Regions from separate parts of the Sus scrofa genome. Here regions 2 and 3 are each linked to region 1. A link is a contact called in public HiChIP or PLAC-seq data. All regions are on one chromosome and are shown on one strand. The core of a region is the stretch at or near the end of the contact, and the rest is flanking DNA. Distances in the headings are between cores, read along the strand shown.

The links. HiChIP or PLAC-seq counts read pairs in DNA pulled down with a chosen protein or histone mark.
Region 2: a contact with region 1 is called in an H3K27ac HiChIP or PLAC-seq map of alveolar macrophages. The contact joins two enhancer-like sites. A contact is called at or near these places in 2 of 47 Hi-C or Micro-C datasets (embryonic fibroblasts and subcutaneous adipose tissue) and 1 of 2 datasets of contacts at active chromatin or transcription factors (alveolar macrophages).
Region 3: an H3K27ac HiChIP or PLAC-seq map of alveolar macrophages shows a contact between it and region 1. The contact joins two enhancer-like sites. A contact is called at or near these places in 1 of 47 Hi-C or Micro-C datasets (embryonic fibroblasts) and 1 of 2 datasets of contacts at active chromatin or transcription factors (alveolar macrophages).

Annotation. Positions count from the first base shown.
Region 1 is chr9:86,852,326-86,855,882 of Sscrofa11.1, forward strand. All of the region lies in intron 1 of LOC110255481 (a long non-coding RNA gene), which reads right to left. Among named protein-coding and RNA genes, the nearest start is that of SNX13, 230 kb to the right of the region's middle. Within about 2 kb of position 1,851, at least 9 of the 83 cell types and tissues checked have an H3K27ac peak or open chromatin away from gene starts, as enhancers often do. A contact at or near this core is called in alveolar macrophages, where this site is marked.
Region 2 is chr9:85,932,899-85,936,455 of Sscrofa11.1, forward strand. BZW2 (basic leucine zipper and W2 domains 2) reads left to right here. Exons shown (of 12, transcript NM_001245007.1): 8 at 2,602-2,772. Among named protein-coding and RNA genes, the nearest start is that of BZW2, 47 kb to the left of the region's middle. Within about 2 kb of position 1,838, at least 6 of the 83 cell types and tissues checked have an H3K27ac peak or open chromatin away from gene starts, as enhancers often do. A contact at or near this core is called in alveolar macrophages, where this site is marked.
Region 3 is chr9:86,116,369-86,119,925 of Sscrofa11.1, forward strand. The region is part of intron 1 of LOC102158500 (anterior gradient protein 3); the gene reads right to left. Among named protein-coding and RNA genes, the nearest start is that of AGR2, 64 kb to the left of the region's middle. Within about 2 kb of position 1,908, at least 4 of the 83 cell types and tissues checked have an H3K27ac peak or open chromatin away from gene starts, as enhancers often do. A contact at or near this core is called in alveolar macrophages, where this site is marked.

The sequences.
Region 1 (3,557 bases), core at 601-3,100:
TAAAACAGCAAAATAAATAGTTTTAATCATGATAATCAAATTAATATGATTTCTGTGTAGGCAGTTCACCTTCAGTTAGTACCCAACAGCAGTAATCAGCACTTCTCCCCATTAGTAGAACTCAGATTCTCAAAATCAACTGCTTTTCAAAATCATCTCTAAAGCCTATATAAGAATGGAGGTCTAGACCCCTCCCTGAGATTACAATTCAGACGGTCCAAAGAAAATAGTTTCCAGTAACTCTGCACATATTTCTGATACCCACCCAGGTCTAGCACATTGTTTTTCCAAGGAAGATTCCAGTTGACTGCTTATCAATTGACATACAAATGACTCCACAATGATTCAAAGAAGTGATAGGAAAAACAGGCGATTGGGGTTCATCTACTGATTCAAAAAAAAGGCAAAAAGTTTTGCCTTATTAAATTCACCAGCCTGAGAGTTCCCAATGTGGCTCTGTGGAATCAAATCTGACTAGTATCCATGAGGATGAAGGTTTAATCCCTGGCCTTGCTCAGTGAGTTGGGGATCCACCGTTGCCGTGAGCTGCAGTGTAGGTCGTAGATTCGGCTTGGATCCTATGCTACTTTGGCTGTGGTGTAGGCCAGCAGCTGTAGCTCTGATTCAACCCCTAGCCTGGGAACACAGGCTGTGGGTACAGCCCTAAAAAGAAAAAAAAAAAAATTCATCAGACCCTACACAGGTGATTGCACAGCAGGATATTAGGTTATTTTTAGGCAGAAGGAATGGTATATACACTGAGTCATGGCCAATGGAAAGATTTTAGAACAACATAGAAATGCTCATGCCATTAAAATGACTTAGTTAAGCCATCATTACTTCATTGCTGCAGTTACCCAAACTGGCAGAGGTTCCCTATCCTAACTGTGCCTAGAGTAATCTGCCAAGAAATGTATATACACATTGGCCCACTTAACCAGAAATTTGCAGAATGGGATCTGGAGAATCTATATTTTCAATAACTCCAGGTGATTCTTTAGAGAAGAAAGATTTGAAAATCTCAGGCCATTCCAAGGTCTTTCTCTATTCCCTTTAGTCAGATTTTGCCTTAAAGGAGCTGCCTGGTAAATCTTAAGCCATTTCCACTAGACCTTCCTGATAGGAGATCTTTCCAATGGCATTCCAGATATCCATAACGAAGTAATAAATGATGGCTTCGATGAAGACAAAAATTTGGTTTGCGTTAGCTGATATTCTTTCATCTTTCCAATGGCCATCACAATGATGGCTTAACTAAGTCATTTTAATGGCATGAGCATTTGTATGTTGTTCTAAAATCCTTCCACTGGCCATGACTCAGTGTATATACCACTCTTTCTGCCTAAAAATAACCTAATATCCTGCTGTACAGACAATTAAAAAGCAGCTGAAAAGTTTAACTACTTCATTGAGTAAACATCTTAACTGGGTACTCATCTCATGAGCTACCCTTTCTTTAAATATACTTGCAGACAGTTTTCCTTCAATTGCAAAAAAAAAAAAAAATCTCCATTATGAAACTTTCCTTTCAATTATAACACAGGAGATATTTTGATGTACACCAACCGACAAAAAGAGTGTTTGCCAGTTGGTGTGTTTCCCTTATTATGTAAAATTGGAAATGGAAACTGCGGCCTTGATGAAAACACTGAAATTCCAGTAAGTAGGATTAGTCATACTTTTCGTGTACCAGGGTTAGATTTCCAACAGCAAGTAAAAGTTCCCTGAGCTACTAGTAGAAGAAAACATACTCCAATTAAAAGAAAAAAGAAGGAACTACACAGGCTTGCAAGAGCCAAAGCAGGGATGAGTAACATTTGACATTTGAAAGGCTGGAATCTGAGCAAACGCCTTTCTCCCAGAGGAGAAACTTCTCACCAAATAGTTGGCTCATTGTGGTATCTCGCTTTCTTTGAAACAGCAAGTCTCAAATCTTTAGGGAGAAGGCAAATTAATGAAAACCTTTTTGGCTTAACTCCTCACAGCCTGGGAACTGGTGTAATCAAATCAAGAAGTTCCAGCCAACTGAGATTTAAATTAGACCCTGGCCAGAGGAGTGGGAAGGGCCTCAGTTGTAACTGATTGTTGACAGGCCTGGGGCCCCTCCTGTGCTCCCTCAATGAGTGTCTGGGGGCTTTTTACTTCCACTCTTAATAAGGTCTCACTGTTTGAGAGCTAACATTTGGACCTCCTTCTTCGTCTTGAACATTAGAACAGTTACCCTTTCAACTGCAGGAAATATTTTCATATAAACACCAGAGCAAGTAGGTAAAAGGATGAGTCAGGGATCAAAAAAATCTGCACTGTCACCCCCATAATTCAGAGAGAACGAGAGACAAAGGAGCAAAGAAATAGAGTAGACCTTTAGACGTTCCTAAGCATTTAATTAAAGTAAGATTTATACACGTTCCATACGTCTCAGAATCCTTCAGATCAGCGGAGTATAAAATAACCCTTCCGCAACACGATGTTAAGTTTCTTAAATGCCAATGGCCAAATTTAGAGTATTTACGTGTTTTTCTTCCAAACCCTCTATGCACTCCAAGTAATCTCTTTTGAAGCCATCATATCCCCTCACAACTCACACAGAAAATTCAAGTCTTATTCTACTTCTTCTAAATCCTTCCCAATCAGATGAGCAAAAATTAGTAAGGTCTTAGTGAACCTGAGGCTAGGCCTGATGCCCTGCCCTGTTCCACCCACAAACAGGATAAAAACAAGAACCCATTGCCACCCTATCTCCCAAGCTAACAGTGTCCACGAACTTTCCTGGCACCTTACTGTTCCTTACATGGTTCTTCCTCCTCCTAAGTCAGTTTATAATGCATACTCCTGAATAAATGCTTGTATTAGTTTCCTAATACAAAGCACCAGAAAATGGGCAGCCTAAAACAGAAATTTATTGTCTCCCAGTTTTTGAGGCTAAAGTCTGAGATGAAGTTGTTGGCAGGGCTGGTTCCTTCTGAGGGCTGTGAGGGAAGGCTCCATTTCAGGTCTCTCCACCTGGTTTGTAATGGCCATCTTCTCCTTGTCTCTTCATATCATCTTCCCTCTATGTGTATCCCTTTGTCCAAGTTTCCCCTTCTTACCAGGACAACAGGCATGCTGGATGAGAGCCTACCTTAATGACCTCACTTTTGCTTGGTTACCTCTATAAAGATGCTATCTCCAAAAAAAAGAAAAGTGACATGTTGAGTTCCTAGGGATAAGACTCCAAACATAAATTTTGGTCAAAATCCAACCCATTAAAATCCTCTACCTGACCTTAGACAGTAAACACTAATGCCTAACACTCTGAGAAGCAAGGATGCAAACACACCAGGCCATATGTCATCTCAGTAATATCTTTAGAAGGAAGCTTACAGAATGCCCTTACATGCAGTTATCTGTAGAATGCTAAATGAAATTCACAGCAATCTGGTTATCCATAAGATACCTTTTCTTATAAATGTATACAAAGTGTTCTCTATTATACATTATGAAATAGTGAAACTAAAATCTCAACAGAGAGTTATCTTTGGCTTTTTTAGTTTTTCTCTGCTAAATGCAATTACCAA
Region 2 (3,557 bases), core at 588-3,087, 920 kb before region 1:
CTATATATATAATTGAATATGAAAAGCATAGGTGGCAGTTTCTACCAGAAACGCTGTAATCTCTGTGAGGACACAGTGACCGTCCACACTAGACCGTGCCTGCCTGGTATTTGCTGACTCGCAAATGAATGAGGAAATAGGGTCATTCTATCATCACGGAGGAAATTTTTGTTTCATTAACACATATAACAAAATGTTCTCTGTGTTAGCACATTTTGGGGAAAAGTAGCGTATTCTCAAAGTTTAGCAATTACCTCCCTCTGTAATATAGAAGCAAGAAAAGTACATATCAACTCTGAGGATAGAGGAGATGGGAAACATCATTTCCCCATCCCTGGAACAGGGAACACTGATCAAGACATTGGCCAGAAACTTTTCTAGGAGCTGAAGATACTAAAGAAATCAAACAACAGACCCTTGCCTTTATGGACCTTACATTCTATTGCAGGACAGGCAGGAAGTGAAATAAACAATTAAATACATGGTGTAAGAAAAAGTGAAAAGTGCTCCGAGGAAAACACTTAGTAGGAAGCACCGAGGTGCATCCATTGCACTATGGGAAGTCCTCTCTGATAAGGTGACATTTGTGTCAGGGAGTGAGCTATCTGGGGAGCTCCAGCAAGAGGATGCCAGATAAAGGCAACAGCAAATGCAGAGGCTTTGAGGCTTGATGTGTCAGGTCAGCAAGAGAGAGGGTACCTGGCAAGAGCAAAAGTGTAGACGATCAGCTAAGACTCATAGTGGGTCCTATATCATCCAGGAACTTTAGCCTTTATTCTGAGTAAGATAGGAAATTTGGGGAGACTTCTCTGCAGCATGTGCATAGTGTGATTTGGGGTTTTGACAGAATCACTGCCTGTTGCATTGGGAGTAGATTCAGGAACAAAGGGCAGAAGCAGAGAGACTGTAACTTAGGGATAAGGTGATAGAAGTTTTGTACCTGGGTAGGATTTTTCTAACAAATGCAGACCACGTTCCAAGTTTGTAAATGTCATAATCTGATTTACACTGATTTTGCCTCAGTTTAACCTCAATAGTAATTTTCACTATATTATGTATCATTCATAAGGACTTTAGATATCATTCATAAATAAACCACCAATAACATGTTTGACATATTACTCTAAACATAATCTTTGATCAGACTTTGTAGTCACATTCTTCCTAAGTTGAATATTGAATGCTGACATGAGTAGCAGAGTAATTATTGCCTTTGGGGATTGCATAGCTATGTCCTTAAATATTTCCTGCTGCGTAATATGGGTCAAGCTGCTTAACCTTGTTAAGACAGTTTATTTTTCTATGAAAATTAATATATTACACAAGTATGAGTAATCTGCCCACCACATCTTGGTTCACAGAAGAAATCCAATATTGAATTAGTTCCCTGCCCCTCAAATTTGGAGGACCTCTTCAAAGCTAGAACAGATATTGGTGACAACATTTCACTCAGGTTTGAAATGTTTGCTTTAACACAAATGCGTGTTTGATAGCTGCTCCCACCAGCTCTGCTCTGACATTTTGAAACTCATGACTCATCAAGGCAAATTATGGATGATGATATAGAGACTATTGAAATTTGAGTCATGACATAGAAGCCATCTGGATCTGTTACTATACCTGGTGGCAAACTCATGACAGTTTTTTCTGCTGAGATTTTTATTGAAGCCACATAGCCATTGACCACACACATGCACACTCAAATCTAACCATCATAAAAGTTTGGATCTATTTTGTAGACTCTGCAGCAGTCTGAAAAATGTAAGAGCTTGAAAACTGCCTTACTTTCTTAGTTGGGTGTTGGAGTCACACAGAATTAGAACATGACTAAGTGTTGTTACTAAGACTCTGCCAAACTGTGTAAGGTGAAATGGAAATGAGGGAAAAATATGACAGCAGCTATAGTGTATTGCTCTTTTTAAAAATTTCCAGCAGAATTATGTAATGAATTGAAGAGTTGATAGGGCAGGTTTACATTAGATCTGGCCATGAACATAATTTAGAGCCACCATCATTAACAGATATAACAAAAATTCTCTTTAGCTCTTGAGCTAGTTTTTTAGAATAATAGCATTTTCTTAGAATGTGAATAGAGGTCCTTGAGATGATAATAGTCAGTGTTGTTTTCTAATATCTTGAATCATTTCAACATTACAAAAACTAGCCTTTGTCTGTTAACTCATAATTAAGGAAACAGTGATTAATGGTTTTTTTCCTGTGAGTTTAAAACAATCCATATGTTATTCAGAGTTATCATGCTATTTGTATTTAATTTAGCAAGTTTAGCTCTGTATTTATACATGCTAATACTTTGATTAAAGTTAAAAAAAAAAGGGGAATAACAGTTTCCAAATGAGGGAAAGTAGTTTATGTAAGTTGCTTAGCATTTTCTATTCTCTTTCTTTGTCAGATTGCCTAATTTTGGAAGGTGCTTAGCAAATGCTAAAAATGTAAGCCCAAGATTTATTCTTTTGAAAAACCAATCCTTTTTTTTCCAAATAGGCGATATTCTAAGTGCTACTTTAATATGAAAATTTTGTTCTTTATGCTTGCTGGAATTTGAATAGCTTGTTGTATAACAGTATCTCTTTTCTCTCTCAGGAACTCTTTCCAGTTAACAGGCAGAGTGTGGATCATTTTGCTAAATACTTCACTGACGCAGGTCTGAAGGAGCTTTCTGACTTCCTCAGAGTCCAGCAGTCCCTGGGCACCAGGAAGGAGCTGCAGAAGGAGCTCCAAGAGCGTCTTTCTCAGGAATGCCCCATCAAGGAGGTGGGGACCGTGGGCTCACATTGCCGTGAGCCCGTGCAGCACCTTTACCTTCCTTTAGGAGACCTTTCTTTGTCTATTATTGTGAATTTGATGCTCTTTTTATACCATTAGCTCAATTTCAAAGTATTGATTCAGAATCCTCCAGGAAGTTCCAGAAATTAATGGTTATTTCCACACAAGGGGCTGTCTACCAGGCTGCTGTGGTTGTCAAAATATTTCATCTGTCCAAGAGATTTACTATTCATTATCAGTATGTCCCATTTTATGGTGCTTTCCCCATTTATTGCAGATTACATAATATGGTATTAAGTACTGGGTTAATGTATGTAAGTCTTAATTTTAAGGCAAACAAAAGGGTTGATTTTATATTCATATTACAGGAAAAGACTAGTTGAACCAGTGGCCTGTTGGCTCCCACTCATAATAGCTGCATAATCCCATAATGTAAATTCCACATTTTTGCGTAGCTAAAGTCCATATGGCTGTGACTGTATCTTCTTCAAGTCATGCCTGAAGAAAACTTCCTATTTGAACTTTAAAAACTTCTACATCACAATTTAAAAATTGCATAAAGTGTCCTTTTCTTTTGCCATTTATTCCCAAGTCCCAAGCCCTCACTACCCTGCGTGCTCTCTGTCTTGCTGGGCACGTTATGGGATTTAAGCCTGGAGAATTGCAGACTGACATTGTCCAGCAGGTGGAGGTGTTGGTCCTAAGTCTCATGGCAATAAGGTCAGCGATATATTCAATAACATTTTTCTAAGCAAGTGAACATGATTTTCCAT
Region 3 (3,557 bases), core at 658-3,157, 740 kb before region 1:
GAGGGGGAGAAGGGAACTGGTATGAATGTAGGAACTGTGTGTACACCATTGTTCCTGATGAAAGGTCAGTGAAGCTTGCAGATTAGATAGAAAGCAAATCTAAATTCCTAAGGTTTACTCTGTTTACAGGAATATAATTAACAACTAAAGAGCCTTTTATTTTTCTGAGAGAAAGAGATAGGAGAGAAATAAAAATGTTGTTTTAAAATTTAACACTTTTATAATTTGATGACTCTTTATAGTCTCTCTATTAAACCCTTGACCTTACCATGCAAAAAAAAAAAAAAAAAAAAAAAGAACAGGAAAAAAGGCAATTAGATATGATTATATTTATTTAATAATTAGTTTTTTAAATTTTATAATTAATCCATGATTATGATAGAATATTTTTAAAGTGTGGAGTAGTGTCAAAAAAAAAAAAAGGAAAATTCTCTTCCTCTTCACCAGTATTGCCTTTCTCTGCTCACCCCACCTCGAACGCACACACAAACACACTCACACTCACATTCTCACACACTCACCTTCATTCACACACACACCCAAACACACACCACTCCAAGTTCTATTTTCGGACTTAATTATTGTTAAAGTAACCTATGGCAGGGTCACCAAGTCTGGCCCACCTGTTTTTGTATAACCCAAGCGATAAAAATGATTTTTACATTCTGAATTGGTTGGGAAAAAAAAATCAAAAGAGTTATATTTTGTGGCATATGAAAATTGTATGAAATTCAAATGTCAGTGTACATAGATAGAAATTACTGGGTGGAGCCCAACCATGTCCTTTTCCTTATATACCATCTATGGTTACTTTTGGATTCTAATAGCCAAGTGGAGTACTGAGACAGGGACCATATTCAAAATATTTACTCTTTGGGAGTTCCCATCATGGCGCAGTGGAAACAAATCTGACTAGGAACCATGAGATCAAGGGTTCGATTCCTGGCCTTGCTCAGTGGGTTAAGGATCCAGTATTGCTGTGAGCTGTGGTGTAGGCAGCAGATGAGGCTCAGATCTGGTGTTGCTGCGGTGTAGGTTGGTAGCAACAACTCCTATTAGACCGCTAGCCTGGGAACCTCCATATGCCATGGGTGTGGCCCTAAAAAGACAAGAAAAAAAAAAATTTACTCTTTGGCCTTTTACAGAAGAAGTTGGCTGATCTCAAATCTAGGGGATTGTTCAACACATTTTTTTCCTTCCTTCCTCCCTTCTCTCTCTTTCTCTTTTTTTGTCTAAATACTCGGTATATTTAAAAAGCACTACTAAAGAGCTGAGGTGGTGACTATCTTGCTTCTGACCTAAAAGACAGAGTAGTTTTCGTAGTTTAAACATAGTGCTCGTTAATTTGTTATGTGAAGAAGGTTGCCATTGTTCACTGTTCTCCGAAAACTCGATTGTTCTTTAAAAATGGATATATATATATATATATAGTAAATTTATATAGTAATTTATATAGTAAATTTATATGGTAATTTTTTTCCTTTGATATCGTAAATTTATGGTTTTCCCATTGAATCTTCCTTGTGATTCTGAGGGAGCCCCCATGTAGCCAGGTTGTATTCTCCTTTTTCTATAGTACTGATTTGTGTGTTTGTCCAATTGTGCTTTCTCCCATCTGTAGGGTTCTCAGAGGGAACCTGTTGGAATATAACATTGAAATAGAATCCTTCCCTCTGCAGTTTAAGGAACTTACAATTTATTTTATTTTATTTTTCATTTTATTTACTTATTTATTTATTTATTTATTTTCTTTTTAGGGCCATACCCACAGCATATGGAGGTTCCCAGGCTAGGGGTAGAATCGGAGCTATAGCTGCCAGCCTACACTACAGCCACAGCAACGCCAGATCCAAGCTGTGATGACCTACATCACAGCTCATGGCAACGCTGGATCCTTAACCCACTGAGCAAGGTAAGAGGTCAAACTCTCAACCTCATGGTTCCTAGTCAGATTTGTTTCCACTGCTCCACGACAGAAACTCCCAAGGAACTTAAAATTTTAATTTTAAATTCAGCACTTACAAAGCAAAGAAACAGTTGGGCATTGATCCTTAAGTTTTCCTCTTAGAGTGGAAAAGCTTTCGCCTTGTTCTTGACTTGTAGTGGATTATAGAAAAATCTCAGAATATTAGGACATCTTTGCTCAACTTCTTGCGTATCATCTATTTCAATAGTGGGTGAGGATGAGAAACAGAAAGTGAAGTACTAAAGGGGAAGTGAAATTACATCTGAGCTGATCAGTGTTGTTGGTTCTTTCCCATTAGCGTGACCATGTACTATGTCCTTTAAACCAGGACAAGTCTGAGAGTAAAAGGAGGTCCTGAAAGCCATTGGAATTATATAGTTTTAAATAATTTTTGAAATACATATTTGTGAACCAGAATTGGTTTTATTGCACAATAGATTACAAATACTCTATTAAAATTATTCTCAAAAGTAAAAATCTTCAAAATATATTCATATACATCATAGCAAATTATTATTATTGATTTTTAGGGCCACACCCATGGCATATGGAGGTTCCCAGGCTAGGGGTCAAATCAGAGCTGTAGCTGCTGGCCTACACCACAGCTACAGCAGTGCAGGTTCTGAGCGCTTTTCTACGACCTACACCACAGCTCACGCAACGCCAGATCCTTAGCCCACTGAGTGAGGCCGGGTATTGAACCTGCATCCTCATGGGTGCTAGTCATATTCATTAACTGCTGAGCCACAATACGAAGTCCACATCATAGCAAATTTTAAAAAATTATTCTTTGTGTGTATTAATGTTAATCAGTTTCTTTGCTAAACTTGCCTCCTATACCAGGTGGCTGGTGTTTTTCTGAAGATATTTCTGATACCATTGGTCTTTATTTATTTATTTGATCTTAATGTGATCTTCTATTTATTTTTTTCCATAAAATTAACCTGCAGTTATCTTCAAAGTTGTTCTTATGGTTAATATATTTGGAATTGTCATCACCTTCAACTGATAATTTTCTGTAGATGATACTGTAAATTAAGAAAATTCTCCTGTAGTTGCTTATCTGCTAAATTTGAGAAAATTTATTTCATGGAGGATAATATTTTTAATCTTATAATGAATTTTAATCTTAATGAAAAATTATTTCAAATACCTTCTTTGAGTTTCTTTTCCTTCTTTTTTTTTTTTGTCTTTTTGCCATTTTCTTGGGCCACTCCCGTGGCATATGGAGGTTCCCAGGCTAGGGGTCTAATTGGAGCTGTAGCCACCAGCCTACGCCAGAGCCACAGCAATGCGGGATCCAAGCCACATCTTTGACCTACACCACAGCTCACAGCAATGCCGGATACTTAACCCACTGAGCAACATGGTTGCTAGTCGGATTCGTTAGCCACTGAGCCACAACGGGAACTCCTCTCTGAGTTTCTGTTTAAAGTCATTCTCCAGAAAATTATATAAAGTGAAACATGCAAAAGAAAATTGTTCCTCTTTATAATTGGTTGTAATTACATAAATTTCCAAGCTACAAAATTATATATATTTTTTTCTATTTCATTCCATTTGGGAACAGAATACAAATTCATATAATTAA